Regions from separate parts of the Mus musculus genome. Here regions 2, 3, 4, 5 and 6 are each linked to region 1. The links are chromatin contacts, called in public Hi-C and promoter capture Hi-C maps. All regions are on one chromosome and are shown on one strand. Each heading gives the region's core, a stretch centred on a gene start, on an enhancer-like site or on the middle of the called end of the contact. The rest is flanking DNA. Distances are from core to core; before and after follow the strand shown.

Evidence for each region. Promoter capture Hi-C pulls out the DNA fragments that hold promoters and counts their contacts. Hi-C and Micro-C count contacts between places; a contact is called where the count stands out from the background.
Region 2: a contact with region 1 is called in a Hi-C map of cortical neurons, with 2.9 times the contacts expected there. The contact joins the enhancer-like site here to the promoter of Slitrk3 in region 1. A contact is called at or near these places in 10 of 39 promoter capture datasets (the 3T3-L1 cell line, the C10 cell line, cranial neural crest and 6 more), 4 of 484 Hi-C or Micro-C datasets (cerebral cortex and cortical neurons), 4 of 115 datasets of contacts at active chromatin or transcription factors (VIP interneurons, astrocytes, embryonic forebrain and 1 more) and 1 of 9 other capture datasets (embryonic stem cells).
Region 3: a contact with region 1 is called in a promoter capture Hi-C map of hippocampal neurons, with 14 times the contacts expected there. The contact joins the enhancer-like site here to the promoter of Slitrk3 in region 1. A contact is called at or near these places in 14 of 39 promoter capture datasets (the 3T3-L1 cell line, 3T3-L1-derived adipocytes, HPC-7-derived erythroid cells and 8 more), 1 of 484 Hi-C or Micro-C datasets (cerebral cortex), 6 of 115 datasets of contacts at active chromatin or transcription factors (VIP interneurons, astrocytes, embryonic forebrain and 3 more) and 1 of 9 other capture datasets (embryonic stem cells).
Region 4: a promoter capture Hi-C map of hippocampal neurons shows a contact between it and region 1, with 25 times the contacts expected there. The contact joins the enhancer-like site here to the promoter of Slitrk3 in region 1. A contact is called at or near these places in 11 of 39 promoter capture datasets (the 3T3-L1 cell line, cranial neural crest, frontonasal cranial neural crest and 6 more), 30 of 484 Hi-C or Micro-C datasets (Sertoli cells, adipose-derived mesenchymal stem cells, brain and 17 more), 10 of 115 datasets of contacts at active chromatin or transcription factors (SST interneurons, VIP interneurons, astrocytes and 7 more) and 1 of 9 other capture datasets (embryonic stem cells).
Region 5: a promoter capture Hi-C map of second pharyngeal arch cranial neural crest shows a contact between it and region 1, with 13 times the contacts expected there. The contact joins the enhancer-like site here to the promoter of Slitrk3 in region 1. A contact is called at or near these places in 7 of 39 promoter capture datasets (the 3T3-L1 cell line, cranial neural crest, frontonasal cranial neural crest and 4 more), 4 of 115 datasets of contacts at active chromatin or transcription factors (VIP interneurons, embryonic midbrain, forebrain and 1 more) and 1 of 9 other capture datasets (embryonic stem cells).
Region 6: a Hi-C map of cortical neurons shows a contact between it and region 1, with 2.9 times the contacts expected there. The contact joins the enhancer-like site here to the promoter of Slitrk3 in region 1. A contact is called at or near these places in 3 of 39 promoter capture datasets (the C10 cell line, cranial neural crest and liver), 2 of 484 Hi-C or Micro-C datasets (cerebral cortex and cortical neurons) and 5 of 115 datasets of contacts at active chromatin or transcription factors (SST interneurons, VIP interneurons, astrocytes and 2 more).

What each region holds. Positions count from the first base shown.
Region 1 is chr3:73,055,035-73,060,233 of GRCm38.p6, reverse strand. It overlaps Slitrk3 (SLIT and NTRK-like family, member 3), which reads left to right and starts at 2,431. Exons shown (of 2, transcript NM_001357851.1): 1 at 2,431-2,686.
Region 2 is chr3:70,221,581-70,226,779 of GRCm38.p6, reverse strand. No RefSeq gene overlaps it. Among named protein-coding and RNA genes, the nearest start is that of Gm23477, 4.7 kb to the left of the region's middle. Within about 2 kb of position 2,944, at least 16 of the 459 cell types and tissues checked have an H3K27ac peak or open chromatin away from gene starts, as enhancers often do. A contact at or near this core is called in cortical neurons, where this site is marked.
Region 3 is chr3:70,304,906-70,310,104 of GRCm38.p6, reverse strand. No RefSeq gene overlaps it. Among named protein-coding and RNA genes, the nearest start is that of Gm23477, 79 kb to the right of the region's middle. Within about 2 kb of position 2,689, at least 12 of the 459 cell types and tissues checked have an H3K27ac peak or open chromatin away from gene starts, as enhancers often do. A contact at or near this core is called in VIP interneurons and hippocampal neurons, where this site is marked.
Region 4 is chr3:70,480,424-70,485,622 of GRCm38.p6, reverse strand. No RefSeq gene overlaps it. Among named protein-coding and RNA genes, the nearest start is that of Gm23477, 250 kb to the right of the region's middle. Within about 2 kb of position 2,917, at least 54 of the 459 cell types and tissues checked have an H3K27ac peak or open chromatin away from gene starts, as enhancers often do. A contact at or near this core is called in SST interneurons, VIP interneurons, brain and 7 more, where this site is marked.
Region 5 is chr3:70,499,079-70,504,277 of GRCm38.p6, reverse strand. No RefSeq gene overlaps it. Among named protein-coding and RNA genes, the nearest start is that of Gm23477, 270 kb to the right of the region's middle. Within about 2 kb of position 2,852, at least 27 of the 459 cell types and tissues checked have an H3K27ac peak or open chromatin away from gene starts, as enhancers often do. A contact at or near this core is called in VIP interneurons, forebrain and second pharyngeal arch cranial neural crest, where this site is marked.
Region 6 is chr3:70,541,484-70,546,682 of GRCm38.p6, reverse strand. No RefSeq gene overlaps it. Among named protein-coding and RNA genes, the nearest start is that of Gm6634, 260 kb to the left of the region's middle. Within about 2 kb of position 2,617, at least 5 of the 459 cell types and tissues checked have an H3K27ac peak or open chromatin away from gene starts, as enhancers often do. A contact at or near this core is called in SST interneurons and cortical neurons, where this site is marked.

The DNA.
Region 1 (5,199 bases), core at 1,182-3,681:
CTTTCAAGAGTCCTGTCATCTGTATATTCTAACACATGCCAGATGAAAGGCCACTTTCAAGTGTCCTGTCATCTGTAAATTCCAACACATGCCAGATGAAAACCTTGAACTTTGCCCCATCATTGATGGGGAAATAAATGTTTAATCATTCATATTTAAATAAATCCCATTTCAGAACATCCATGTCACATTGACTTTTACTTGCTACTACATCATCAATAAAAAGTATCTTTTTTTAAGTGGAGGTTTCTTTTTTCCATAGCATGTGGAAAGTAAGTTTCAGTAAGTAAAGCCATAGCTAAAGCAACAAACATCTTTGGAGTGAACACTACAAAACAAAGACACATGAAAGGTGTTTTAGTCCACACATTTTTTTTTTAAATCTGGCATGAATTTTTTTGTGCTGACAGTGTTCACCTTTAATATCATCAGTTTACTCTATCAATTCACCTTTGCCATGCTCCTTAGAGCCAAGATATATGGGAGTATATTTGGAATCTTTGCATCAAAAGTAAGCATGAAAATCAAATGAAGTAAAAATAGACCCAAAAGTCAAAGAAAGTCAGGTAATATAGAGAGGATGATATGAGGTTCCTTCAGGGTTATATTTCCCCAGCCCTGAAGCGAAAGGCATGTGTGTGATTTCATACTTGCCTACGTGGAATATGGCAACCCCAGGAATTAAGTTGTGCAGCCACTCAACAAGGCTTGAAGCATCTCTTGACTCCTCAGCCTACTACTGCAGTTGGGTTTCTCTTACATCTGACTCTTGAAAATAATAATGATAATAATAATAATAATAAGGATAGTTTGTTGGCAGTATTTCTTGCATAAATTTCTTTGAAACCAAATTGGGAAACCTCATTAGGGGAACTGCTATGACAAATGTCCCTTCCACACCCAAGTTTTCACACAGCAAAGACTCACAAAGAAGGCATTATTGACCTAGAAAACATTGATAAAAGTTTGAATTTTGCCCCATAAAACTGAAACGCTGTATTTAAAAAGAACAAGCTTGATGTCATGGTGCTTTGGTCATGTTCTGGGTCACTGGAGATACTTTATTAATCATCTTAAAGGACACTGAGTATTTTGAAGAACAAACTGAAACATTTTAAGTATGACATTCTAAATCCCCACTTCACAGAATACCAAAGTGGTTACCATTCTGAATCAACTATGTTTGTGTGCCTATGTGTTACATAAAACTGAACAGGGCCATCTTTCTGGGCCTGACCAATTCTATTCTCTCCTTTATAATGATAATAATATGGGCCCTAGACTGTGATTAAATATGCCTATACAGCAGACAAATGAACAAAACCTCATAAAAGAAGGGGCAACGTATCTCCATGCCCCTCTCATAAAGATTGTCATGAACAATTTAAAAGCCCTGTGTCTTTTCAAGAGATAAGCTGGAGTTCCTTGAAAAACTTCTGAAAATATGGTCCAGTTGATGTGTTATGCTTACAATGATAATACATACATAATTTCACTTGTCTTGGGCAATTCGATGTTTTCACATCTAAAAGGAATAGTGAGAGTCACAGAGATGTCTCCCACGGAACTCCCCCTATCTCTCATGTTTGGGAGTTCGTGGGAATGCCACCCTTTCTCCAAGACAGTTGGCTAATGAACAGGATCTATTAAAAAGAACTGCGTTGGTTTGCCCTGCAGATTGGATGGAGGAACATTGAGCAACTGCATTAACAAGACTGCAGTGGAGGCAGTCAGTGGTCCCCTGGATCATGGAGCACTTTCATGAGTGCAAGCATCTTCCTAATGTCCTCATCTCATTTGTCACCAATTGGTATCTGACTCCTCTCCCTCAAATCTCCACCCCCTTCCAACCATGCTACAGTCTCATCACCACCCCCCTCAAACCCCCACGTTAGCAAGTAAAAAGAGATGAGGAAATGTTAGTACTTTCAGTTTGTCACCTATGTTGGCGGTTTCTACAAACCACTTGGAATGGCTCCTGGTAAGCATTCAGTGATGTTGCCCCCGATACAGTTCACATGCTCTTAATTTGATCATCTCCCCCCACCCCATCCCCTTTAGTTTGAGCTGTAATTTTCCAAACAGCCATCTCTCATTTGCAAAAGTTAGAAATCAATCCACCGATACAGAATGCTGACTTCCTGACAGGATCTCTCTTAGTGGAGCTGGCAAATTGTGACCAATAAATAGAAAACGGAGAGGGTGGGAGGGAGGGAGGGAGGGAGAGAGAGAGAGAGAGAGAGAGAGAGAGAGAGAGAGAGAGAGAGAGAGAGAGAGAGAGAGAAGAGGAGAGAGGAGAGAGAGAGGAGAGAGAGAGGAGAGAAGAGAGGAGAGAGAGGAGAGAGAGAGAGAGAGAGAGAGAGAGAGAGAGAGAGAGAGAGAGAGAGAGAGAGAGAGAGAGAGAGAGAGAATCACTTGCTTCCTAAGCAGGGATTTGCCTGCGATGCGCGGCGAGAGGACTGCGGCGGCTGATTTACACAGTTGGCGCGGAGGAGGGGCCGGGGGTGCGGGGGGACAAGCTGGCGGAGGCTCCAGCGATGGGCTGATCTGGGGGCTCCGGAGCGCCGCTCCCTCGGTGCGCGATTTGGGGGCGGCTGGTGGCTTTGCATTCGGGTTCCAGCCCTGCGTTTTCTGTATTGCCTTCTAGTCCCTGACCTGGCGCTCCCAGTTTAGAGGCAGACGTTCGGTAAGTAACGTGTAATCTGATTTTAGTTATTTCCTAGGCCATCAAAGCGGTACTTTTAAAGCAGGTCAGTCTTTAAAAGATGCGGTCGCCGCCACTGTCGCCGCCGCCGGGAGCGTCTCCTTGGCCTGGAACGCTCGCCCCCCTCCTCTGCCCACCGCTCCCTGTCCTCTGGCTGAAGAAGTGAAGGCGCTCCAATGGTGGGCTGTCAGGGGATTCACAACCCGCCAACGGGATCACATCGCCTTCGTGTTCTGCCTGAGATTTCCCAACGCCAAGTGCAATGTGGTGTGTACAGCCATACTGTTGTATCTGTGTCCTCACCCCCACCCCCCACCCCCCACCCCGCCACCTGACCAATGCTGGGATCTGAGATCTAGTCGCCCCCTTCCTGCCTTCTTTCTGTCTCTCCCCACCCTGTCTTCTCTCATCTCCATGCCACCCACCCCCACTCCCACCCATCCAAAGGGCAAAGAGCAAAGACACTCGGGAAAGCCAAGGGCTAGCTCTATCTCCTCGAGTAGACCGAGGCCGCAGGCAGGGATTGCGCTGTGAGAGAGACAAGCTTTCAGCGAGATACAGATAAAGAGAAATGCAGAAAGGGACCCGGGCTCTCGGGAACCGGGGCGCTTGCCACTGAAGGAAGAGCATCAAGATCTTTGATCAGGCCATCCAGGTCCTGGGACACTTGCACAGCCTGCCTGCCATCCGGAGCAAGCACAGAGAGCAGTGGTCCTGAGCCCACGGTCGCCAGCTTCACCGCGCTAGGTGCGCGCTCGGCTCTCCCATCGCTATGCAGCGACCATTTCCCTCTAAGTCTAAAGGTGGACCACTCTGAAAGGATTACAAGCGTGATTTGGTAGCCTTTCTGAAAGTTGGTGGCTGGAAGAGGGGAAGATACTGGGCGACAGAATGACGGATACAATGCAGCCTCGCGGAGAGTTTGCCCCTCCCGCTGAGAAGCCCCTTGGAGCGAACCTCGGAGATCCTGAGCGCTCTGCACCATAGGTACTCATCGACATCCGTTCCTACTTTGCCTGATTGCAATCAGTGTATGTCTTATGTAGGATATGTACTGTAGAACGCATTGACTTTGGCTGCTGGATCTTCTATACACTCACAGGTGCTAGGATTTTTTAAAAATTATATATATATATATATATATATATATATATATATATAATTTTAAGAATTGGATTCAATAGATGTAAGGACGTTGATGAAAGAAGGGCTTCTGGAGACTAATATAACCTCAAACCTGTTTTTCAGGGGAAAGAAATCTTAACTCTAACATATAGGCCAGGTGGCCAAGAGGAAAACCCCTCCCCCCGTGGAGCGCTGGGTTGTATTTTAAGAGACAGAAGGAAAACGGGGATGGATATATATATATATATATATATATATATATATATAATTTTTTTCTAAAGAGACTCCTTGTATGCCTTGCCTGTCAGTAGCGGAGTAAAAAAAGATTCTATAGAAGGCTCATAGCTCTTCAGAAAATGAATGATGCAGCATTTTAATTATTTGTTCCAGGGAGATCGTTTCGCTTCCATATTGGAATATTTAATCTTAGATCTGGAATGAAGGGGAGTACTGAAGAGGGGGGGTAGGAAAGGGGCTTGCTGTGTAGAAAGAGCTTCTTGTCCTTCTCTGGACAAATCAATGGTGCCGGCGCTCCCAGCAGGACACAGAAGAAACCAGCCAGAGGGCCCAGCATCCCCTAACTTTCAGAGCCCTTCCCACCCTTTAAACATGCTATGCTAAAATAAAGGCAAGAGAACTCATGAAAGGCCTTTAGAACATGGCCAAAGTCCAGCACTAAGGACTGTGGTTCCAGAGACTACTGGGACGTGGTTGCAGAGGCCATTTACTGTGACTGTGAAGCCCAGGACAGCCTCCTGATTACCTATTCATTCCATTAGAGCCTGGGTTCCCACAGGATCCCTGAAGCAGCTGCTGCCTTTGCAGACTGGGTGACCAAGGAGATGGGTTCAGGGTACTGGAGAGGGAGGTAAAACTGGTCCGTCCCGAGCAGTTTTCAGTGTACACTGAGGGTTTTCAATGTAAGCTTGTTTCCTGGTGGAGACCTCTCTGAGAAAAGGGTGGGTCTGGGATGTGAAGGGTACAGAATGTTAAGAGACTCTTACAGCCTGCTGCTTACTGAGTTCCATTGCTATTTCCAATCTTAGTTACTGTGGGGTAATGGACAGATGCATGGATATTTTTAATGCAAGCTATCATCCAGATCTCAGACTGACTTTAAGCAATGCTTTGCTCAATTAGATGAAATAGATTTTAAAGTGGTAAGAAATTCATAGCTATGTTCCTCCTCCTCCTCCTCCTCCTCCTCCTCCTCCTCCTCCTCCTCCTCTCTTCCCTTTCCTTCCCCTTCCCCTTCTTTTTTCCCTTCCTCTTCCCTTCTTCTTCTTCTTCTTCTTCTTCTTCTTCTTCTTCTTCTTCTTCTTCTTCTTCTTCTTCTTCTTCTTCTTCTTCTTCTTCTTCTTCTTCTTCTT
Region 2 (5,199 bases), core at 1,695-4,194, 2.8 Mb after region 1:
GCACATGAAGGGGCTCGTCCTACAGATCCAAAACTACAGGATTTCCATGACACAAGGCAACAGCAGGATGGGACTCCAAGAGGAGTCCCAATGAGGTCCCAGTATTGGCAGAGTGGCAGAAGACAGAGGCCTCAAAGAAGACCAATGACTCATTGCAATGAACATTCGTAGGCATAAAGTGTGGCCAAAAGGGTATACTGTGGGACACAGAGCAACACATGACAGTTACCACAATGAGGTTTCCTTTCTTTGTTGGAGGTTAGGTTGCAAAGGTGGAAGGTAGGCAGGTATGATTGGAGGGGGAGATGAATGAGATTGGATGCATGATGTGAAATTCACAAAGAAACAAGAAAACGTTTTGTTGTTTTTTAAAGACACTAGACAAATAGATGAAGAAATGCATAGTGTGCTAAGGAGGAGCCACCTCAGAAGGCAAACTGCTTGCCACTCATGCGTGAAGAACTGAGTTTGTATTTCCAATGTAAACATAAAAGCTATCACGGTTGTACACACCTGTAATTTCAAAAGCTAGCATGATGGTATATATCTGTAACTTCAGTGCTGGGAGCAAGGCGCTAAGGGTGAAGACAGGTAGATCTCAGGGGCTCACTGGTCAGCCAGTTTATCTGAGAGAGAAAATTCCAGTTTAGTAGATATTGTATCACAAAATAAGGAGAAGAGCAAGTTCTAAGTTTCCATGTTCTCTTTGAGCAAACCTCCCCCAAGGCATCTATGTGATCTCCCTAGTCCCTGTCCTTCTGGGGCGTTATGGCTTTATTGTGTAGGCTTGACTGATTCAATCATGATTGTCACCTCAGCTTTCAACTCCTCCACTATCCCTGGAGATCAAGAGATGTGGGAAGAAAAATCCCAACATCCTAATCACATCATTGGGTCTCCTGGCAACCAGGTCCTATGAGAGTATCCAAGAGTATGCCAAGACCTGCCTCATTAGAACAAAAGATGTTTCTGTCATCAAAGAAATTTCAGTGAATTTGGAAGCTCTGTCTTGCAAGCTTCTATCACTCAAGAAATTATAAAGCTCTTTCCTATGCCAGAAATCAGAATTGAAGACCAAACTTACAACAAAGGAACCTGCCAGCACCCAGCTACAAGGATGTAAAAAGCTTTGACTTAGGAAATCAAGCCTAGATGAGACGTAAATTTCTTATTTTATCACACTGTATAATGTAATATTAAGATAAGGTATAAGGTCCTATCACTTTGTTGAATAATATTGAAACTAAAGAAAAATTAATTTTTAAAATGACATTGGTCTGGAGAGATGGTTCAGTGGTTAAGAGCAAGTTCTGCTTTTGCAGAGGACTCAAATATGTCTCCCAGAACCATGTCAGACAGCTGAAGTCACCTGTGACTCCAGCTGCAGAGGATAGCACTCCCTCCTCTGGCCTCTCATGCACACATATCTTCAAATCCCAATACACATACTAATAATGAAAACTTTGTTCTCTTAAAAAAAATAGGTACTTTTTCTAGAACATATTTGCCTCTTGAAGATTATTATAAACTAACTTTTTATAGATATTCACACGGAGATAAAAACCAAAATAGCACCGTGTGGTAAAGACTGGCTGGCACACACCATCCACATGCCTCTACTCCTGAACTCATAGCTGGATCAGTTCTCTCAGCCTCAGTGAAGCAAGCTGTAGAATATTTTCTCCAAAAGAGGGCAGGCAGCACTGATGTGTGACTGCGCCACTCTACACTTCCTCTGGAAGAGCCACCACACTCTTCCGAAGCTCAAATTAGAAAAACCATAATAATCCTGGAAAGCATGTGCAGACATGAGATGGAGTCGTAAGATGTGAGGAGTCTTGGTCCCTGCCAGCATCACTACTTGGAGAGCCAGAAATTCAAGCAGTATGGTTTTGTAAGCTATATGTAAGCATTGCTTCTGTTACACCGTTGGGGAAATATTTGTTACAGCAGCTACTGCTGACCAAATTAAATTCTGTCTGTGGCACTTTTAGATTCATGGACATCTAGATTGATAAGCTTGGCCTTTCTGCTGAATATTCTGAATAATGAGACACAATGGCACCATTGCTCCATTTACCACCCTTTTTGAGTAGGCTTCTAGAGCCTAATGGCTACCAACTGTATTATAGCTTTCTGTGTGTATTCTACTCAATAAAGAACAATGTGGACATGCAATAATGTCTGTTAAATTTTGTTTGACAAGGTTCGCATCCAAATACACGTATATTTCTAGCAGACAGATGCTTTTCATACTTCCTTCCAGCAATGCTAATGCTTCGCTGGAGTCCTAATTCTAATACCTTGTAATCAAGAAAATTCTAATACATTGTAATCAAGAAAACAAGGCTGCTCCAACGGCATGTCAGAAGGGAGTGTCAGAATCCACAGCACAGTTGAGAAAAATCGCAATCGCAATCTGAGAAATTCTATAAATTGGGGCAGATTCAGAAAAGAACATTCTACCCCCAACACACAACACACACACACACACACACACACACACACACACACACCCTACACATGAATGTGCTGGGAATTTTCATATTTGTGACCACAGAAAATTCCATATCCAATATGAATCAAGATCACCTAAGAGCACTTCAGATGGTCTTGACCCCTTGTTTGTTACTGTATTTGCCATTACTTCATAAGCAACAAATTTGTGGGAAATGTGAGATATTTAAAAGTACCAAACAGAATCCAGTTTTTAACTGGTTCTAGGCCAGTTCTACTGATAAGGAAAAAATCCAGCAAAATTTGGTGATAAGTGAGCCATTTCTATAAAACATGATCCTTTTTGAGCTACACACATACTTTCCTATTTTTTCAGTATATGAGCATCCAAAGACGCAAGAAAGCCAGCTGTCTCAACAGCACCATCGCAGCCCACTTCTGCCTTGTCTATCAGACAGGGGATCTGTGTTGCCAGCCTACTGTCAGCACTGGGGAAGAGAAAGCCAAGCAGTTATCAGTGATTCTCTGTGCCTTTAACTTTACCACATTAGCCAAGAATAATTAGCAATGGTCTGAAAAGGAATTGGATTTAAAAAAAAAAAAGCAACAATTCACACTTCAGCATTTATGCAAATCTGAGTAATTTAAATGTATGAGATGATTAAGAAAGAACCTTCTCTTTAATTCCCCAAGAGTATGTGTGTCCTTTTCTCTTTATGCAAATTTCTAAGATAGTCTGTTCTTTGATTCTTTTCTTAGATCACCACACCGCTTAAATATAAAACATTGTAAATATATAGGATGGAGTTAGAATCTTGCCTGTGGCTTCATATGAAACTATGTAAACCTCTAACAAAAGCAGTATTCAGACTGGTTTTGAATTGTCAGGATCAAGTTGAGAAGAGTGGTACAAAAAAAAAATATATAAACGCAAATGTCTACTACGGAAAGTCTTCAGAACAATTTGTCAGGTCTAATAAATGTAGTGCCTACATATAAACTCTTAAGTGCCTTAAAGCTTTGTGCCCTTGCATCAATTAACATTTAATTTGACTTTTTAACAACCTCACTTATCACTGGTTTTTTCCTGCCTGTGAAGCTAACAAATGTTAGAGTTTCAAAGCTGGCAGTTTATGATTACTTATAACCAACACAATTTCAGGGTAATGCAGTAAGAGATTAATAGACCACGGGGGATGACACAGCCACGGGGCTTGCTATAAAAAGAGGGATGAACTACCATAATAGTAATGCCTCTCTTGAATAAATGTATTTGAAAGCTAGCTAAACCGATCTCCAGAGGGAAGTCTTCATCTTCATTGTATTAATAGTGCTTTTAATTATACTTCAGTAGTAATGTTAGGCTTTTGTTTATAAAATAATAAAATAAATAAGAATTTTCTTAAATACCCTGTCTTCCGATACTGGAAGTAGAATGAAAAAAAAAAATTGTGTCAAGGAAGAGACTGAAAGAGGCAAGAATTTTATTCTCATACTGTTTTTTCATTCATAGGTAGTTGCCTCTCTTTTTCTCTCTTTGTGTGTGTGTGTGTGTATGTATGTGTGTGTGTGTGTGTATATATATATATATATATATATATATATATATATATGTGTGTGTGTGTGTGTGTGTGTGTGTGTGTGTGTGAGGGCGCCTAGGTAGGAGAGAAGAGGATATCCAGATCCTCTGGAACTAGAACTGTGGGCCTCCCGATGTAGGTGCTGGGAAGCACACTCTGTTGCTCCCTCAGACAGTAAGTGCTCTAACCACTGACAAATCTCTCATAAGCCTCCATGAATTTTAGACTTAAGTTAATAAAAATGGTGTTATTTTTCTATTTTAGGATAAAAATACTTGATATTTACACATGCAAACAAACACACAAATCTATTGTTGGTATTAAGAAACACAAGCATTAACTCCACTATACTGCAAAAAAAAAATTGCGGTAGCAAATTAGTTAATACTAAAGACAGTCATCCTGTTTTCTTTTCAAGTAAAACATCTATGGACCCTCTGGCCATAGTTCTATTTGAAAACTGGTGGAAGAAAATTTCCAAAAATGTCATATACCAGTTAGATGAGGGAGAGTATCTAACACTGATTCTAATTCCTTCCCAGTTAGGCTTTTAGCCTCGGCCACTCGGCCTCCATCCTCCTCAGAGTCGTCTTTCCAAATCAAGTGGGATGAAGAGCAAGCTCTCAATTGTAGAAGCATAATGTAGCCACAGTCCCAGCTCTCCCTTCCAGTTATGGTTAATCTGAACTCTGTATCTGGGCTGACAGTAGATACGTGATGATTTTGTCTATGTGAATAATTCCTCCAAAGACTCAACCCCATTTCCCCCACCCCACTCATTCCCACACTGTAGTCTGCTCGCTGAAGAAATCAACCAAAGCACTTTATAGGAAGTCTAAGATGCACTGCTTTGAATCCATTCAGTAAAGGATTTCCATTCAAATAAATTGTTTAAAATCAGTATGTCTGTATTTGACAATCGGAAGATGTGGAGATTTTATTGCTAAGCTTGTGTTCAATCTTTCCTATGATAATTCTATCATATTCATGTACTTTTATCAAAAGTAGCTGAAGCGGGAACTGGAAAGAGGACTTAGCATTCAAGAGTATTGGTTTCTTTTCCAGAGAACCCTGGTTTGAGTTCCAGCCCTCAAAATGTGGCTCATAACTATCTGTTACTTGAGTCTCAAGGGATCTAATACCTTTTTCCAGTCCCCATGGG
Region 3 (5,199 bases), core at 1,440-3,939, 2.8 Mb after region 1:
AGAATCATGCCTACCAAAATGGTCCAATCTATAGAATCTTCCCTGGGGAGTAGCTAACCACTGAGACCACTGAGAAGTTCCCTTCAGACAGTTTACAGATCAGTGTGACTTTTCTGAGATGACATCATGGATGATTGAAGAGTATATTATAAGAACATCAAATTTTCTACTGTAAATCTTCCTTTGTAGCTTCCCAAAGAAACCTTGAGCAAATAACCAGTCGGGGGAAAATTTTCAGTGGGGAAAGAGACACAGACAAATATCTCAGAGATCATTAGATAATAACTTCAAACTTAGTCCTCCAAAGCAGAGAATATTGTCTGGTTTTCATGACAATGTTTTAATATAGTCTGCTCAGCGACTGCTTCAAGTGTCTTATGGGACCTCATTACATCAGTTCCAGTGACACGGCATCACTCGTAGCTCACTACAAGGACATTGTTGTACTGGTAAATTTGTTACTTGGGCTGGATGTGAAGGGAAAGCTTGCCCTTCTTCACTTAGCCCTGAAGACTGAGGCCTGGAGTAGTCTCTAGGCTCATTCACTCGAACAGCTGGCAACCAACACAGAGTGTTGGCAGGCACCTTAACTGGAGCTCTTAGCCAGAACCTATCCATGTCACTGCTGAGTACAGCCTGGGCTTCCTTACAGCATGGTGGTTGCATGCCAATCACCATAAGCACTCTGAGGAAAGCACACAGTGCCAGAAGGAAGCCATATTTCCTAAAGCAGTGCCATTTTGCCCCATTCTGCTCTCCAACCAGTCACCAAGTCCCAACTAGGTTCAAGAGGCGGGATATGCATACTTAATGGTGAGTGACATGGTCCAGAAGATCCCACAGTTCCAGAAATGCCATTGCTCCCACATGGGAAAAAATCCTTCTTTCCATTTTTCTGGCTTTGAATCGAGTTCCAAAATGTACAGTTGGAACAAATATGCTATGAAACCAGAAAGCATGCTCACATTGTCTCCCAGGTGGATAGATCTTTTTAAATGACAAAGATTATTACATGCCTAATCGGAAACTTCTCCCACTGCAGCACTTATCCAAGATTTATTATCATCTGGGGAAGAACTAAACACTGCCCTTATTTGCCTGCTGCTCCATAAATATTGATTAGACAAATATTTGACTTTTATTCACTCACTGTATACAGAATTCGAGAATTCATCTACTATTGTAAGATAGGCCAACAAAATACCTTTAGTCTCCTATCTCTGATATAAACCAACTATCTGCTGTCTGTGAGAGACAGGGGTTTCGACTCTCTCACAAGGGGCCTTTACTTCTGACTTAGGAACCTCATGCTGTTAACTGGGCTGGTAACGCTATGTACTTATTTATGAACAGGAAGGTAACACCATGTTGACTGCCATGGAAACACTTGGCTATTGACTGGATATCATCATAAATATTGGGGTGTAATAGAAAACTATAGCTCAAGTATTAAAGAGGAATTTTCTCATCTTTGGCTGCAAATTTGCCTTCAGTGTCTTTACATTGGTATCTGTTAGAGGCAAAAGCTTTGCCTTTAACAAATATACCTAAGTTGCCTGTTGTGCACTAAACATTTACATCAGTAAGCTGTGGACATCTGTTAATATTCCATCAGCAGGTGCAGTCCCTGGGGACATAGTGATGAGCTTACCTGAGCAAGCAAGTCGGTAACTCCAAGTGCTATTCCTGTGGCCACATGGCAAGATTTTTGCCAGGAGTTGATCACAGAGAAAACTTATCCAGGCTGGTTCGAAAAGAGCACTGTCCAACATGCTGGCACTAGTACAAAGTGAATTGCTATAGCCCTGTATCTCCTACCCTGATTGGAATGATGCTGGGGAAAAATATAAAAGATAATTCTCCTAGTGGGCAGAACTAGCAGGGTACATATTGTGGTCCAGTTTTCCTGGAAGGAGACATTGCATGTGAAACAATTGAAGGGCAATGACTAATGGTTTGACCAGATGGTTGGAGACAAAGGGGTTTGGATAAACCTCCCAGAATTAACTAAGAATTCGAGATTATTTTTGTCCTATGCAAATGTTCAGTAAAAAGTTCCCACTAAAGATGAGGCTTTCAATAATCAAGGGGACAACTTGTTCTAAACGTAGATGCCAGTCAATCTTGATTTTCCTCCCCCAAATCCCAGGCATGTTTACATAACATGTTCATTTAAATTGCAGCCATGGCACTGTAAGGGGATTTTGAATAGACTCAACAAATGGACTCCTCACTAATACAAATTTGGCTATCATCAGGATTGAATGCCCAATTTTATAGCAAAAGCCACCATCTCTGAACCTCAGGCAGGTCCCCATATCCAAAGGAAAGCAGATAGCCTGTTGGCAGCAAGTTGGTTATTTTGGACCCTTCCCCACAGTGGATTTTTCCTTATTAGAATACAGACTTATTTTGGATCTGGATTGGCAGGCTCTGCTTGCCTCTCTTTGCCAACAATACCATCTGTTAACTTCCTGAATGTCTACTCATTACGAAGTTAACCCAAACAATATTACTTCTCACTAAGAAAGCTTAATTTATAAAAGAAATAAGATAATAAGGTGATGTGCATGAAATTCGCTGACATTTTTTTGCCAAAATAACTAGCCATCTAGAGTATTAAAATACATTATTAAATACTCAGTTGCAATGCCAACTACAAGACAATACTCTGGGAACCTGAGCGACTTTCTAATGAAATATGGTCCACATTGTTATGTTGTATTCTCAGCCACAATAATAAAATACACTCTGTGATTAAGGGGATAAAATGAACACATTCTTTTGATCTATCATTCTGGTTTATTTAAAATTATACCACAAAGCCTTAAAACATGTTATGGGAAATTACTTCATTCAATCTTCCAATGTCTGACTGCAATCATTATCACAAAATCATAGTGTTAGATTCATGTGTATACAAAAATAGTTAGAATGAAGTTATACTATTTGAGGTGGCAACAGTCCCCCTGAAAATCCAGTGTCAGTCATAGGATAGTCCTTTTCAAATTGTCAGTTAGAAAAGTGTAAGAAACCATGAAAACAACATAGGTTATTAATGCTGCCCTCTGTTGCTTCCCAGAAAATTGCTGGTAAGACTCTATTGATAAAGAAACTATATGCTTTGGGTAAAGTACTCGAAAGAACTGAAACTAGAAGCCAACTAGCCTTCAAAGTATAAAAAACGGGCTATCCAAGCTGTCAAGAGAAAAAAGTAACCAGTAGTTTTACTGTCTTAGTTTCATTTCTATTGCTAAAATACTGACCAGAGCTAACTTGTGGACAAAAGGGTCTGTTTCAGCTTACAAGTCCCACATCACAGTCCAACACTTTGAAAAGTCAGAGCAGGAACTGAAGACCTGAAATAGTACTATGCAAGAATGCTTCTTATTTGCTTACTTTTCATAGTTCACTCTGCTTTCTTATTTTTGTTTAACTTGGACCCACCTGCCGAGGGATGGTACCACCCACAATGGTTGACCCTCCCAACACCAATCAGTAATCAAAAAATTTCCTCACAATCTTGCCTACAGAACAATTTGATGGAGACATTTTCTCAATTAAGGTTTATCATTTTAGATAACTCTGATTTTTGTTAAGTCAACAAAAAATGACCAACACATCTACCCAGTTATAACATCTACAAACTACAAGAACCAGAACTGTAAGGTACCCCAAAGACACAATAGTGACACTTACATCCTATGGGTAATGAACAATTGTCTTTTTGACCTTAAGGCCCTCTCAGTATAAGAGAATGTGTGCTTGATGCTGTAAATCCAGCCCATTAGCCATGGATAGTGAGGACATGGAACCTATAATCTCCTCTACTACTGCTATTTCTTAAACTGGTATAATTTCAAACTACATTCTAAATATTCATCAATGTGCACATAGATAGATACAACTCTCATCCCTCATCAAAGCTTATTTTTGCAGCAGATGGAGATGATCAGAGAAGGCCACAACAGAACATAATGGTGTAAACAACTGGCCATGGGGTTCTCAGACACAATTGACACATCTAAAACACAACTCCTACACGAAAGTCTTAGGGAACCATCAAAGAAGAGGAGAAGAAATATTATAAGAAGCAGAGAAGTGAGATGTGTACTGTGAGAGAGCTAATCTACCTATGACAGAAAAGCTGCACCTCTGGCATCTGTAGGCATCGTATACACACATACATGCCCATGTATAGCCATATACAAAATTTAAAATTTCTAAATAAATACTTTAAAATGATAGTATGATTACAATATGTAACTTATTCATGTTCATAATTTAAAATTTATTTTTGAGAATTTCATGAATATGTTAAGGTTGCTTATATGGAAAAGGAAGAATAAAAAGGAGAAACATTTAAAGGGTGGATAAGGAGTTGTAATCATCAGAATGTATGTTATACATGTATAAAATATTCAAATAACAAACTCAATAAATATATACTTTTTCAGTATTTTTTCATTAATTTCAGTTTCTAAAAAAAACCTATTTTTTAAATTAATTGCATCATTTTCCTTCTTTCTGTTCCTCATTCTAACCTTTTCTATGCATTCCCTTAATCTCTTTCAAATTCATGGCATCCGTTTTCCTAATTCTTGTTACATATCTAGCTTTCATGGCACCAGGAGGAAGCATGCAAGTTCACAAGAGAGTAAAGCAATGTTCTACACAGTTATGATGCTTGTGAACTAAAATAAGGGCCATGGTGACAGGTAATCGTTAAGGGTGCAATGTATAAGTGGCACATATACATTGGCAGTAAAGAGCAGCTTTCTGATTGGACTCAAGGCTGCTCAAGTCCTCTGAGAGGCTCTACCAGCAGCTGACTGAGACAGATGCAGATGCTTACATCCAGCCATTGCACTGAGGTTGGGGACCCTATGGAAGAATTAGAGGAAAATTGAAGGAGCTGAAGGGGATGGCAAACCTGTAGGAAGAACAATGATATCAAATAACCTAGACCCCTATGAGCTCTCAGAAAATAAGCTACCAACTAAAGAGCCCCCAGCACATATGTAGCAGAGGATTGGTTTGTATGGCTTTAGTGGGAAAGGATGCACCTAATCCTGTAAAGACTTGAAGCCCCAAGGAAAGGGAATGCTTGGGGTGGGGGTGGGGTGGCGGTGGGGGTGGAGCATCTTCTTAGAGGCAAAAAGGAGGAGGTAAAGAACTCTGGGAAAGGGGACCAGGAAG
Region 4 (5,199 bases), core at 1,668-4,167, 2.6 Mb after region 1:
GCCAATGAAAAAGGGCTAAGATGCAACTATTCACACTTTTCCCTAGGGTGACTTCGTATGTCAATGCCCAGGTGCTTCAAAAGTACACCTAATTTTCAGTGTTTCTGGGTTACCGCGATGTATTCATTTTCTTCATAACGTATTCTTTCCTGACAGATTCAGTATTTCAATTTTTAAAAAATATCTTACTTATCCCTGTAATAAATAAGATCCTAGAATGTTAGTAAGTTTACCCACATTCTGTTGCCCCTACAAATGGTAAGATTAGATATTCAAAAGCTTTCTTTTTATTTCTCTCTTAAAGAAGTCTTTTCTTTTCAAGGAGTAGAAGGCTACCCACACATTGAAACTCCTATTCCCCCATGAAATTGGTTACAGAATTTGAGTCACCTAAGGCTACTCACCCATCTCTTCATCTTAATGGTTACACCCCAAGCACTCTAGATCTCCTGTTCTTTCATAAATGGGCGCCTAGCATAAGACAATAACCACGATGTAGGAAATGATACATCAGCCTTCTTAATTTAACCTTACATCCATCAGTAGTATATGGAGAAAGCACAGACCTTAAGCCCCTTCTGCTGTCTTTGTCACAATGAAGCAAGACACTTGTCTTCCTGGCATTTTCTAAATCAACTTGAGAACCTGTCCACAGCTTCTTTGTAAGTCTGCCTACGTGGGACATATTCGATATTCCTTGGCAGTCTCTGAGTCCTGTTTATCAACTACTGGAAGAGATCCATCCCATTTGAGTCACAGCATCTCAGAAAAGGAAAGTAGGTCTTAACATCTGCTTTCAAGTTGTCTTCAAATGTGATCAAATAAAGTAAACTAAATTATGAATATGACTTTGAAGTACAGCTATGCATTTGTACAAGGTGAACTCTGTTCTATAGTGAACACTATGGTAGATTACTTAAGAATACTGTCCTCATTTAACACAAGGAAAACAAGGACAAAGAAAGTCTGCCTGACTTCAGAGTTAAGATTTCCAACAGAAGACAATATGAAAACATGTGGGTTGTATCTACTCTCAGTAGTCCTACTTGAATATCCAACTCTAAGTCATTTGATGTGGATCCTCTCTATCTCCTAGAAACATGTTATAATATCTCCTGGTCCGTTCCATCAAGTGATGGACTCTAAAACATTAGTAGCTCTCAAAGACAATTTTCTAAGCACTCATGTGTAATCTGTTGTAATGGGAAATGTGATTACATAGCAAATCATCTTCTCCAAACATATTTTCTATTAGAAAAAAATGTACTCGCTTATTACATAATTTAATTGCTTACCTGATTAACTTAATTGCTCTATTTCCTTGCAAAAGACTTATATCCTGAAGCATGGGACTAAAGGCATATATCACTAAAATGATTTGAGTTTTATTCCCCAGGACCTAAATGGTATAAAAAGAGAACTGACTTTCTAAAGTTTTTCTCTGACCTTGACACAAAGTTCATAGCACAGTACCCTACTACCTAACTCAAAATGAGCATAGAAAAATATGTCTAACCTTTAAACTTGCAATGACTTGACTCTCCTATTTTTCTCTATTGTTCAAGCGAATTTGGTATTTAAAGATATTTATCGTCGCTTAAAATAACTAACAGTAGCCAGAAAAAATGGCTTAGCAGTTAAGAGTGCTTGATGTTCTTGCTGAGAATCTGAGTTTGGTTCCCAACACCCACACCTGACAGTTTATGACCTATTATAATTTCGGTTCCATGGGGTCAGATAGCTTCTTACTATCAGTAATGGTAACTAATAAATCTATAAATTAAAAGACAATAGATCTCTCCTAAGGCTCATATCAATATGTCTAATCTAACGAAGGCAATTTCAATATTTTCAATGGTAATGGCATTCTCTCGAACCTGCCTCTGTTCATTGTTTCTATTTCTGGTCTTCCTTTTTACAGACATTACATTCAGGATTGAACTGCTTTCAAAAAAGAGGTGCTTTGTGTCTGAACAGTGGGCTCCTTTTTTTTCTTTTTTTTCTTTTTTTAATGCCATAGCTGACAGGGCACAAGAGTACTTAAAAGGGAGTTTACCTAGAAAATGCATTTGTCACAAGTTTGGCAAGAGTCCACACTTCAAATGCCAGCAGCTCTCCACGAGCCCTGGGTTGTCAGCTAATTTCAGCTAAAAATGATTCCTACCGTGGATTTCTTCATTAATTATGCTTAAGAACCAGTTAATTGTCAGCATGGTGTTAAAAATAACTTTTCCAAAGCTTCCCCAATTGTGTTACTGTCCTTTGTACCTTGCCACAGAAAATGCAGGAGACTCCAGTGACTGGCTCCTCAGGACAGAGAGTGTCTCCTATTGTCTGTGGCAGTTGATCCAGTGTGTGAAATGACATTGCTATGCAGACATCCAACCTTTCTAAGAACCATCTTGTTTATCTTCGTTTACTCTTGGAGATGAAGGAAAACATTGGAAGAGCTTTCTTCGCAGCATGGTCACCACAATAATTACCATTGTCAAACGATGAGAATTAAATCCTTTATCCCTGAGGTCCCCACACCAAGGAAAAATGGAAATAAGTCAATGAACAAATGAACAAACAAAAGCAAAAACGTTCACATCATCAGCAGTTTTAATACAGCTCAAATTAGTATATCGATAGCTCAGAACAACACTTCAGTGTTTCAGGTCGTTAACCATAGTGTCTTACAGAATGAAGCATGTTTACTGTCATTTCGGAAAGTTCTTTCTTCCTTTATGAATTTTGGCAACGAAGAATTTCAAAGAGACCAGTGTGGGTTTGTTAGCATGCACCAGCTAAAGCTGTCAGGCCTCATTACCTCCAAGACAAAAATTACAGACTAATGTATTAAATGTTCAAATAGAAACAGGCACCGTCTCCATTCTGCGGTAATGGGATGACACCAGCAGCCAGCAAGCTGAACTACAGCCTCCTTCCCCACCCCCTCCGCAGCACAGAGCGCAGAAGTGGTGAGATGATAAACATCCCAGTCAAAATGGAATTGCTGGATTTACTGCCAGAAGAACCCAGCCTCGCCACTGTTCCTGTGAATGCGGCGCATTCATTTTAACAAACCCCATTCCAAGGGGTCTGTCAGGAAGCAAACACACTTATCAGGCTGAATATTAGCATTTCAGCTCCCAGCATCAATTTATCTCCTTTTAAAAAAGGGGGACTAGAAGTCAATTTCAGGGGTTTGTTCTGATTCTATAAAACAAATTGTTTTTAAGGATTGGGTAATGATGCATCCTGGCTGAAAGGGTTTTTTTGTTTTGTTTTGTTTTGTTTTGTTTTGTTTTGTTTTGTTTTAATATGTTTTAATTTCCCCACTGCTTTACTTAAATTTTACTTCTGTTTCACTCTTGGGTTTGTATCTGCAGATATCATAGATAAGTCCTTGAACATATTTTTGTCTCCTCTGAGCAGAATAGAGTCACATTTTAAAATCAACCTCCCTGACAACCAGGGTGAATGTTCCCTCCTGGTTATTCATTTTTCATCCAAAGCCACAAAGAGCCCCAAATTTCATCTCCTCCTGTCTGAATTCAAGCAAAGCAGTAAATTCCAGCATCATTGTCTGAGCATTCATTTATTCATTCATTCATTCATTCATTCATTCATTCATTTTTCAACCTTTGGACTCCTGAGAGATCTAGACCAGAAAGTAGAAAGTGGCAGCCCTCAGTTGTATAACAGATGGACACACTGGTCCACCCTCCGTCAAAGGGAAAATGAGCGTCTCCTAGAACTGTAGAAATCATACCTTAGTCCTCACCAGACATAGCTGGGTATATGCCTTGCCTGTTTCCAATCTAGATATTTCTATGATTTCAAAAAACCCAATATTATATGGGAAAACATTGATCAGAGTGAGAGCTACAGAGTGAGATTGACAGCTGTGATTCCTGGTTCTATTCTTTTCCAGTCAGGGATGAAATCTCAGTTCCCTTAATGAGAAATGGAAAGAGAAACATCCACTTTCAACATACAGCTATTGGAAGATTGAGAGGGAAAATCAGTGCAAATGCACAGCAAACAGAGCATGTCACAATCAGATAGTTCAGTGGGTGCTAATGATACTTGTTAATTTCGGAAGCCATTGTGATTAATCTATTCAATATTTTCACTTATCAAAATGTTATGTTTTCTATTCACAGAAAAAAATATTAGATTATTGCATTTATAGCAATTTTGCATAAGATGACTTTCCCTTAACACAGCTTTTACATTAAGTGTCTGTTCAACTATCACCAACTTCCAAGTCATGAAGTTTTGGGTGGGTTTGGGTTCAGGTATCATGGGCACCCTTCATGTCCATTTCCTTCCTCCATTTCTACCCTTCAATTATGGTTAATTGTAAATCACTCAAAGTAAAAATGAGAAACTTTGTTATCTATTCTTCACTTGTTTTCATTAAGTATTTTATTTCTTTGACTACAACAAACTACAAATGGATAGTATAATTTAACCAAAAGGCATAAAATAAAATAAAATAAAATAAAATAAAAATGTGTTCTAGTTTGTTTTTCTGTTGCTATGACAATAATACCTTGACCAAAGGCAGGAAATAAAAGGAGGAAGAAAGGATTTATTTCATCTTACAGCTCATAATTCATCACCGAGAAAAACCAGGACAAGAGTCTAAGGCAGTCAGGCAGGAGCTAAAGCACAGAACATGGATGAGCCTTGCATATTAGCTGGCTTCCCGTGGTTGTTCAGTTGTTTTTCTTTGACTACTTGGCTATCCCGCTACCCTCAGTCTGATTTCTTATATAACTTAGTCTCACCTTTCCAGAGATGCCTGCACTCACAGCGAGCTAGACCTTCCCAAATCGATGGATACAAAGGTAGTGTAATTTTAGCAGAAAAAAAAAAATGACCTGGTCTATAAGGAATATTGAATGTGAATCATGCTAGGGAAGCTTTTGAATTGTTAGGTTATATTTTGTTCTTAAATTATGAGTAATGACTAAACACCATATTTTTAATTTTTAAAATTATTTCACAAGATTTTTAAAGATTACATTTCTTGAAGTGGTAAATCTATCCACCCAGTGTGAACACCATAATGAAGAGAGGTGAGATATAAAGTTATCAATGCCATCTTATTTCAGAAAATAATTAGTAAGGGCCTAATCCTAAGGCCTCTGGGCATTTTCCTTTTACGATTGTCTGCTATAATATGTACTACAAATCTTTGTTCAA
Region 5 (5,199 bases), core at 1,603-4,102, 2.6 Mb after region 1:
AAGGTCTTGCTATGACTTCAGTACCAATAGCAGAGAAGACGGAAACTATGAAAAAATTCTCTGAAGTATATACTATAACCACGACTGTTATTTGGCATTATCATACTGTGATTGATATAGAAGATTTATATATTTTTGAAAAATATTTCTTCCCTGTCAGAACATATAAAAGTGCTAGGAATGGCAAAAAGATTAAGAATGGTGTGGCCTTGGGAGCAATTTAATTAGGAAGACAGACACTTAAAGAAATGAGGAGAAAACAGTATGTGTTGCAGCTGTTTTCTAGCAATTATTAGAAGGTGGCAGTAGAAGTCACTAATTCAGTCTTTGAAAGCTTCTTACTAGTTTTAATTGGCTTCACACAACAACCACACAATAATCACACCTACTTGTGGTCCTTGGAATATGTTTAACCCGTGAATGATGGGGGGGGGGGTAGCATCAGAGCCCATTCCTGGGCCCATTATCAACTGAGTGAGCCTCATCTGAAGAAGTTTGTTTGCTGAATGACTGCTAGGATTCCTCCTGCATATTAGGAAACATTTTTTGATGATGTATTTCTTTTTTAATGTAAAATAAAATGTGTCAAGAAAACGTATTCTTCCTGTTTAGCCAAAGCTTGGATGTTGCGTTTCTTGCCGTTTACTTTCTTTTCCCTCTTTTCAATTCTTTTGCCTTTAAAACACATCAAGAGAAAATAATTCCACCAAGAATTGTGGGACATGACTTTATTTTTTTTTAATTTTTATTTATCATCCCGTTCTTTTACATCTCAAACGCCATCCTACCTCCCTTTTACCCCCTGCACAAACCCACCATCCCATGATATTCTTCTTCCGTGTTAATCCTCCGCCACCCCCCATCCCACATCTGCCCACCCACTTCCCTTCTGCCTGTATGGATGAGAGTGCTCCCCCACTCATCCCTACTCTCCCTCCACACCGTTCCAGCACCCACCTGCTCTGGGGCATCAAACCTCCCCAGGAACAAGGGCCTCCCATCTTACTGCTGTCGGGCAAGGACATCCTCTGCTACATACTTATCTGGAGCCAACGATCCCCTGGTTGGTGATCTAGTCTCTGGGAGCATTGGGTTGTCAGGCCAACCTATTTTGTTCTTCCAATGGGGTTGCAATCCCCCTCCACTCCTCCAATCCTTCTACCAGCTCCCCCACCAGGTTTCCCAAGTTCAGCCTGATGATTGGCTCCAAGCATCCACCTCTGCATTGGTCAATTGCTGGCTGGACCTCCCCAGGAACTGCCACACTAGTTTACTGTCCTCAAGCGCCTCTTCACCATGGCAACAGTATTGGTTTGGTGTCTGCATACATGATGGGTCGCTAGGTGGGGCCGTTCCCCAGTTGGCCCTTCCTTCAATCTCTGTTCCACTTTTTTGTCCCTGTTCTTCCTTTAGACAAGAACATTTCTGGGTTAAAAAAATCTTTGAGATGAGTAGGTGGCTCCATCCCTGGACCAGGGGCCTTGCCTATCTACTGAAGGTGGTCTCCACAGGTTCTATCTCCCCCTTCTCTGCGAATTACGGCTTAAGTCAATTCCATTGGGTCCTGGGAGCTGCAGGTTTCTCTGGTGTCTAGGATCCTCCAGTGGCTATCCCCAGTTCCTCATGCCCCCTGCTACCTGAGAAAGGAGGAGGACGAGGAAATAAGAGTGGCAGGATCAAAATTAAGAAGAGACTTGAGAGAAGTACAGAGGGTATGGAAATTGAATCGAATAAAAATAGTGGGACATGCCTTTAATTCCAGTACTTAGGATGCAGAGGCACCCAGGAAACCTAGTCTACATAGTGAGTTCCAAGATAGCCAGAGCTACAGTGAGACCTGTCTCAAAAAGGGGAGGGTGGGATGGAGTTTATTTTGCTTTCTTCCATTAAGGGAAAAAAAAATCCAAACTATGATTGGGTCGTGTAGAACAATATCTAGAAACTGAAATTTAGGGGCTTGCAATATCGGCACAAGCATGAAGGCCTGAATTTAAATCTTGACCATCCATATTAAAAGGCACTCATGGACCTGCACGTCCATAAACTAGTACTGTGGTGGATGGGCACAGGAGGATCAGACATCACTAACTCCTGCCTAGATCCATGTTCAGTAAGAGAGCCTGTCTCCGTGGAATAGAGCAGAGAATGATAATGCAGAGCACCTAGACTCCTCTCGCCTCGGGTGGTATAGTACTCACACCTACACACATGTGCACCTCTCTCTCTCTCTCTCTCTCTCTCTCTCTCTCTCTCTCTCTCTCTCTCTCTCTCTCTCTCCCTCTCTCTCTCTCTCTCTCTCTCTCTCTCTCTCTCTCTCTCTCTCTCTCTCTCTCTCACACACACACACACACACACACACACAGATCCAAAAAACAGAAACAAATATTTTTAATAAAAATCTTTAAAAAAAAAAAAAGTAAAGAAAAGAAACTGCGATTTCACGGGAACCCTCTGTCTGGCCCTGTCGGGTGTTTTTATAGGGTTATGAAACAGATTAGTGTAAAGGGAATGAGGGCGCCAACAGCATTACAGTATGTAAATGTAGGCCATGACAAAGCTTCCTAAAGAGAAACGGATTAACAAACTGGCTAAATCAGCTACATATGAAAAATTGATCAACAAAGTACAAAATAATGAACAGCCCTAGGGTGTTTCCACTGCCTGAGAAAAGAAAACAGATTATTTCTCATTTGCAAACCTCTGTGCGTTACCGCCGCAGACACTTAGGCCTCTATGACCCTGAAGAATTTCCAAGTCAAGGCTTCCCAGCCAAGCAGCACTCACACTGAAAGAGTTCAGATTGCCAGCAAGGGCTGGGGAACTGACAGGAAACAAACTGCCTGCTGGGTTCTGAACTGTCAAAACTGAACAAAAGAAATGGATTCTTCAAACAAGCCATTATTGGAAGGCAGCAGGGGAAAGGGGGAATTTTTGGGTTCCTCTCCACCTTGAACTTCAGCTCAGGATTGTGAAGGAGTAAGGGAGGATCTATTTAGAGTAATGGTTTAATCAAAGCTCACATTTCCATGAGCTCCTGTCATTTCTTCTTTGCGCTCAGCTTAGCTTCTAGCATGCCAGAGACAAAAGGTTCAGCTGGCAGAACAAGGCTGATGCAACCCTGCTGCAGCTCTTCCAAAACATCCAGCAAAACCTGCCTCAGGTTTCTGGGGAACTAGGGAGCCCCAAGCCTCACAGGCACAAGGGCCATCAGATGGGGAAGCAGCTCTCAGCAGATTGCTCTCCTCTGACCAGCTTCTGCTTTCCCTTTCAAGGTTTCTAATTGACATTTCGGGCTCAAACTTAGTTTGTCAGTGTGAATGTGTTTTGCTTCTCCTTTTAAAGAAAAGCTTAAAACTCAGTAATTAAAATGCTGATTAACTTTTAAATACTGAAGTGTTTTATTCTGCTTCTGAGAACCTCATGCTTCAAGCTGCGCTTTTATTTAATGTGAGGCCAGGGGTGTTCCTCCTTATTTTCAAATGTGAAAAACTAAGAAAAAGGGCAAGTGAAGCTCAATTGAATGCACCAGGGATGTTATGATCACAAATGAAGCCCAAGGGGGAGCATCAATGCTATGGAGCATAAACCTTTGCAAATGCCAGTGACTGGGAGAGACTGGAGCACTGACCTTCAGAAATGATAAGGCGAGGAGTGGCCAAGAGTTGGAACTGGAAAGGAGGGACAGAGATAATGGGAAGGAGTTTAATTTGATTCCAAACATCGGAGTTGTTGTTGAAGGTTTTGAAGGAGGCAGCAGATGTAATCTAATCTACGTGTTTGAAAAGTCGTTTATGCATATCAATGTGTATGTGTGCTTATGATAGCTCCCATATGTGAATCCTGGCTGTGCATTAGAGTTTACTCTACAATCCTTAATAGAGCAGTTGGTTTTTTGTAGCTTGCTCAAAGCAACAACTATTGTAAGCAGCAGAGCTAGGGCAGAAACCAAGCTACAGGATTATAGCATCCCTGCTTTCAGATCACTAAGTTTTAACACATAGCTAAACCAGTGACCAGGCAGCCCAAGGCTCTGTGCACCACACCATCTGCATTCCCTAGACTTGGTAAAATTGAGTCTACTGCTTCATGCAATAGGACTTCCTACCAAGTTTCTGTTTCCTGGTAATTACGGAAACACATATACCTCTAAATGTGCACCAGAGCCCATACATAAACTCTCCATAGGAAGCACCTTAAATAGTATTGATAATTTGCATGTACATATGTTTTCAGGGCTGACCACTCCATATTGCATAACCAATTGGTATGTTCATTCAGGGGACGATGACTTCTTCAGCTGTCAGTGTTCTTTTTATTTTTTTTATTTTGTTTTAATTTGGTGTATTTGCTTTCTGTGACAGTCTCTGTACATAGTCCTGGTTGTCCTGGAACTCACCATACAGACCAGACTGGCCTCAAACTCAGAGAGATGCCACCTCTGCCTCGCAAGCAAGTGCTGAAATGAAAGGTGTGCAGCATCACAGCAGTGTGGCTCGCAGCAGTCTTCAGTTGCCTACAGTTTTTTGTGTAGTGTTACAGCCTCTCTGGCTTTCCCCTTCTACGCCATTGTGTTTATCTTTGTCCTTTCTCAGCTCATGTTTAAGCAGTTATATTGATAAGACTTTAGAAGGACTGAGTTGTTTTATGTAGGAATGTGTGTGTGTGTGTGTGTGTGTGTGTGTGTGTCTGTGTGTGTGTGTCTCTGTGTGTGTGATATATACATATACATACATAACAAGAATTCATGGGGAAAAAAGAGGCCATTAATTAGAGAGGTATATAGAAGGGTTTGAGGCAGAAAAGGGAAGGAAATGATGAAATTGTATCATAATCTCAAAAGTAAAAGAAATAATTAATACTACTGATAAACAAAATACTTACTTATGTACAGAAGGTGAAGTTTATTTTCCGATGTTCCCTCCACTTTCTACTCTAAGTAGCAGATGTTCCTTGAGAGCACATTTTTCTTTACGGGCATTGTAGCTATTAATTTTCTGTCTTAGAAATAGGAAAATGGATGGACCTGGAGGGCATCATCTTGAGTGAGGTAACCCAATCACAAAAGAACTCACACAATATGTACTCACTGCTAAGTGGATATTAGCACAGAAACTTAGAATACCCAAGATATAAATTTGCAAAACACATGAAACTCAAGAAGAACGAATGCCAAAGTGTGGACACTTTGCCCCTTCTTAG
Region 6 (5,199 bases), core at 1,368-3,867, 2.5 Mb after region 1:
AAAACTACCAAATGGGGTTACAATCATGTTTGCAATAGAGTCAATGATATTTGAAATAAAGCCAAAGGAAACAAAAACAGACAAGGGCCACAGAGAAAAAGCCTGCTGTGCAAGGGAGGGTATCTCCACATTTATCTCCATGGTCCTGATCATTTTCTGATAAATATCTTGCACCTTGCATTCTTTCTTACATTATGATTAGGAGTCAGAGAAATGGAGAGTGTGCTGCAAGATTGTGCCTCTTAGAAAACTCAGAGTGAGTCTGTAACCATGAAGCCTTGTAGGCAGCCGACGCCTAAAAGATGGCACTGGTCTCCAGTACACCGTCACCGTAAACAACACCACTGCAGGTGCTAGCCGGAATCTGGCGCCAACTCCTCCCAAGCGGGTGCATGCAAATTAAGGTACCGGCAGACTGACCAATCCCAGGAGGACACATAGCCCTCCCCAGTGCTGGGGTGTATATAAGTCCTCCCTGGGTTCCTGGGGTTCCATAGCATCGAGGCATTCCTGGAATAAAGCTGTTGAGAAGAATCTGACCGACCGTGATGCATTTTCCTTGCCGGGTCGAGGTGGGCACAACAAAGCCTCATCAATATAGCTGCATAATGAAGGTCTAAACAACAATGCCACCAAGACACAATTGGGGGGAAGCACTCAAATCCTAGACACAAATCTATGGTCAAGTATAGAATGATGGAAGAGGAAGAAAATAATATTACGCTGAGAAGAGCCCCATAAATGGTTATCCAAATATAAGTGGTCAACCCTTAAATCATATGTGAACAGTTACCATTTTAGAGAATGAAAAGTATTAATGTATTTAGGAATATATATATATTATCATACACAAAGACACATGCAAGTGCACACGCGCACACACACATACACACACACGATAACAACTACAGAAAAAGAGTCCTTGAATTTGAAAGAGAACACTGACAACATTAACAGGAGTGTTTGAAGGAGGGAAGGGAAGGAGTAATAATGTAATTATAATTTCAAAAACTTATAGCAACCCTATATTTTGCTACAATTTACTACTAGAAGATGCTATTTAATAAAAAATAGAAATAAAGCTTTTATTATTTTAGCCTAAATAAAAGAAATTCTGAAATATAGAGCAAATATATATATACATATATATGTGTGTGTGTGTGTATATATATATATATATATATATATATATATATATATATATATTCACTGAACTACTTTACAAACTTGCTATTCCTTTGACTTTATGCAGATTACTTTTGCAGAGACCAAATCACTCACTATGATTTGCATTCCAGATTATCAGTCTCTAGTTCTGAACCATATGTACACACAATCTGAATGAAGATTACATACATCATTTCCTATGCTAATCACCATTGGAGCAAAAAGCAGACACTAAAAAAAGCCAGCCAAAGTCTTAGTAATTTTTTTCTCATAAAAAATGCAAACAACCATGTAAGTCACTTTACTTTCTGCTTTGTAAATAGCCACTCAAGTATACTTCTTTCTTCTGAAGAGGAAGGGAAGAGGAGAGGGTGTCATTTATCACAACAACCTGCATCCAAAATAGCAATTATCTTAAAGATATTTGTGGGAAGAAAATGACAAATGTTTTATACCTTACATGGAAGAGCTGAGGCTGCAGCTGGCCTTCAAAGTTCATTTTATTACTTTATGATTCAGCTGTGTCTGCCAAAAGGCATCATTCAAAAAAAAAAAAAAAAAAAAAAAAAAAAAAACAATGAAGTTGGTAATTAGGTGTCATCCTATAAAGTCCCAACTAAAAATCTTAACTTTTGGTAAATTTTGACCTTAACATCAGGATCTGCTTCACCGAAATACTTCATTAGTGTTAAATTTTATGTCTGACGATTGCAATAGATCATTATATGCCATTGATGATTTGTTTGCAATTAAGTACAAACCTGTATTGTGATATCATTTCACTAAAGGCAAATTCCCAGCTGAGGAACAGTGACTCAGGCTCACACTGGAATTTACAGATAGCTCAGATTATTGTCAATGTTGATTGTGACTCACAGGAATCACATGAAAAAAGAAATGATAAATATAAATATCTGTTTTGAAATATCTTTAAAAACTAGTTCTAGGCTGCGGATGTAACTCAGTGGCAGAACAGTTTCCTAGTATGGACAAAGCTCTGGATTCCATCCCCAAAACTGCCTTAGAGAAAAATGCAAAGAGAATGATTCCACACGTACAAATAAGTGCACATCAAAATCATGGTATTCTTCCACTTGGCTCCAAAGACAAATTTTCTGCTTTTTTTTTTTTCCTGCTTTTAAGTGCATCCCAGACAGACCAATAAGCCTTGGAGTATCAAAATAGCAATCTACTTTTAAGTGTTTTAAGCTAGGAAGGTACTCAGGATCTTTAAGCTAGGAATATTCTTGACTAAAAGCATCCACCCTTATCTCCTGGCTCACCATTTGTCTTTTCTCCCCAACTCTGCTGCCTAGATAGGTTACTTCTTCCTTATAATAGCTGCCACCTCCTAGAGTGCTATCTGCATCTATTCTTGCACAGAGACAGGCTATTTTCCACAGTACATTGTTTCCACTTATCTCTCAAAACCTAAAAATGGCATTCCATATCTGTGACGATCTGGATTCTGGCTACTTCTGTGAATCATCTTTTTCCACTCTCACTTGCTCAATCTAAATTAGCCACAGTCTCTCTCTATAAACATATACATGAAGCCTCTTTCCCTCTCCCTCTCCCTCTCCTTCTCCCTCTTCCTCTTCTCTTTTCCTCCCTCCACTGTTCCCTCCCTCCTTCCTCCCTTCTCCAACACACAGAGTGCTCAAAATTAAGTCCCTGAATACATTTAAAAACCAGTGAAAAGCCTTCAGTGATTACTACACCCGGAGAGTGTCTGCCTGTGACTATTCTCTGTTCAGTTCCCTTCAATGTTTACTTTTTTCAATATGACTTTATTTTCTCATTAAATGTATCATTATCATCCATCCTACCAAATTTACATGAATCCAAGAACAAATATTTGCTTTTTCTAGTGCAGAATCTCCAACACACTGGACCAGGGAACCAGTAAGTAGTTGTTCAATGAAATAAATTATCCTTTTTAATTGAATTTGAGCATTGGTAGTCAAGGATGAAATGTTGGAAGTAGGTGTGTGTGTGTGTGTGTGTGTGTGTGTGTGTGTGTGTGTGTGCGTGTGTTTATGCTTATGTGTGTGAATTTCTTGTTAAAGTAATAAAATTTCACGGTGGAGAAAATAGTACTGCAAAGAGGAAATAAATAGAAATTATGATTACCATTAATTTGATCATTCAAAATAAATATTGTTAACATAGTGAATATGTTGCTGAGCTCTTTCTTTACCTAAGAAAATTCTATCCTTAATATTAAATGTATTTTCACTTGAGGAAAATATATTTTAAGTCAATACTAATCATGGTCTAGATGATCAAAATATAAATAATGTTGATCTACTTTTTAAGCATTTTGGAAAACTAGGTCAGTTGGGTTTGCTATAACTCAACCTTTTCTTTGCTTAATTTTTAATATAAAATTAATAAAATTGTCATTTTTTCTGGTTGGTTTTGTGTCAGTTTTATACAATCTAAAGTCATCCAAAAGGAAGAAGCCATAGTTGAGAAAATGTTTCTGTAGGATTGGGCTGTAGGCAGGCTTTTAGAGTATTTTCTTAATTGGTGATAATGGAAGAGTGCCAGCCCATTGTGATTTGTGTGGCCTAATGGCTGGTAGCCTTTGGTTCACAAAGAAAGCAGGCTCAAGTTGGGATCTCTAAGTTCCCTCTCCCTACTGTTGGACATTTCATCAAAGGGCTCTCCCTATGAGTCCTGAGAGTCTCTCACCTCCCAGGTATCTGGTGCATTCTGGGAGTTCCCCCCAACCTCCCATTTCCTGAGGTGGCCTGTTTACATTCTTTCTGGTGGCCCTCAGGGCTTCAGTCCTTTTCCCTCACCCAATACCAGATTAGGTTTCCCTCTACCCCCCACTGCCCCCCAACCCTGTCCACATTCCTTCCTAAGTCCATCCTGTCCTCCCTTCCTACTTGTGATTGCTTTCTTCTCTCTCCCAAGTGGGACTGAGGCATCCTCACTTGGGCACTTCAGCTTGTTGAGTCTTTTGAATTCTGTGGACTATATCTTGTGTATTCTGCATGGGATTTTTTTTCTTTTTTCTTTGGCTAATATCCACTTATTAGTGAGTACATACCATGCATGACCTTTTGGGTCTGTTACCTAATTCAGAATGGTATTTTCTAGTTCCATGAATTTGCCTGCAAAAGTCAGGATGTCCTTGTTCTTAACAGCTGAGTAGTATTCCATTGTGTAAATGAACCACATTTTCTGTATCCATTCTTCTGTCGTGGGAAATCTAGGTTGTTTCCAGCTTCTGGCTATCATAAATAAGGCCACTACGAACATAGTGGAACCCCCTGTGGCATGGTGGGGCATCTTTTGGATATATTCCCAAGAGTGGTATAGCTGGGTCTTCAAGTAGATATATTTCCAATTTTTTGAGGAACCTCCAGATGGATTTCCAGAAGCTGAGGAGGAGGGCGACCCTGTAGGAGGACCAGCAGTCTCAATTAATCTGGACCCCAGAGATCTGTCAAACACTGGACCACCAAACAGACAGCATACACCAGCTGATATAAGGCCCCCAACACACATACAGTAGAGGACTTCCAGGTCTGTGTTCATTCAGAGATGAAGCACCTAACCTTCAAGAGACTGGAGGCCCCAGAGAGTTTAGAGGTCAGGTAGCATGGGGGTTGGAGGTATCCACGTGGAGATGGGGTGGGATAGGGAGGAGGTGTGGGAGCTGAGCAGTTGGATGGTGGGTGCGGAGGGATGGGAATGGAGTATGGAGTGTAAAAATGAATTACAAATAAAATTAAATAAAAAAGAAAGAAAGAAACAGGCTGAATAAGGCATGAAGAGTGAGTCAGTAAAAAGCTCCCCTTCAGATGCCCTGCATCAGTTCCTGCCTCTCAGTTCCTGGCCTGTTTTGACTTCTTGTCCTCACTTCCTCAGTGATGAACAATGATGTGGATACCAAGTAAACCCTTCCCTCCCCAAAGTTGCTTTGGTCATGGTGGTGTTTCATCATAGCAACAGTGACTTTAATTAACCAAGCCAGTAGTGTATATTGATTTATATATTGTATAACAATATATTGAT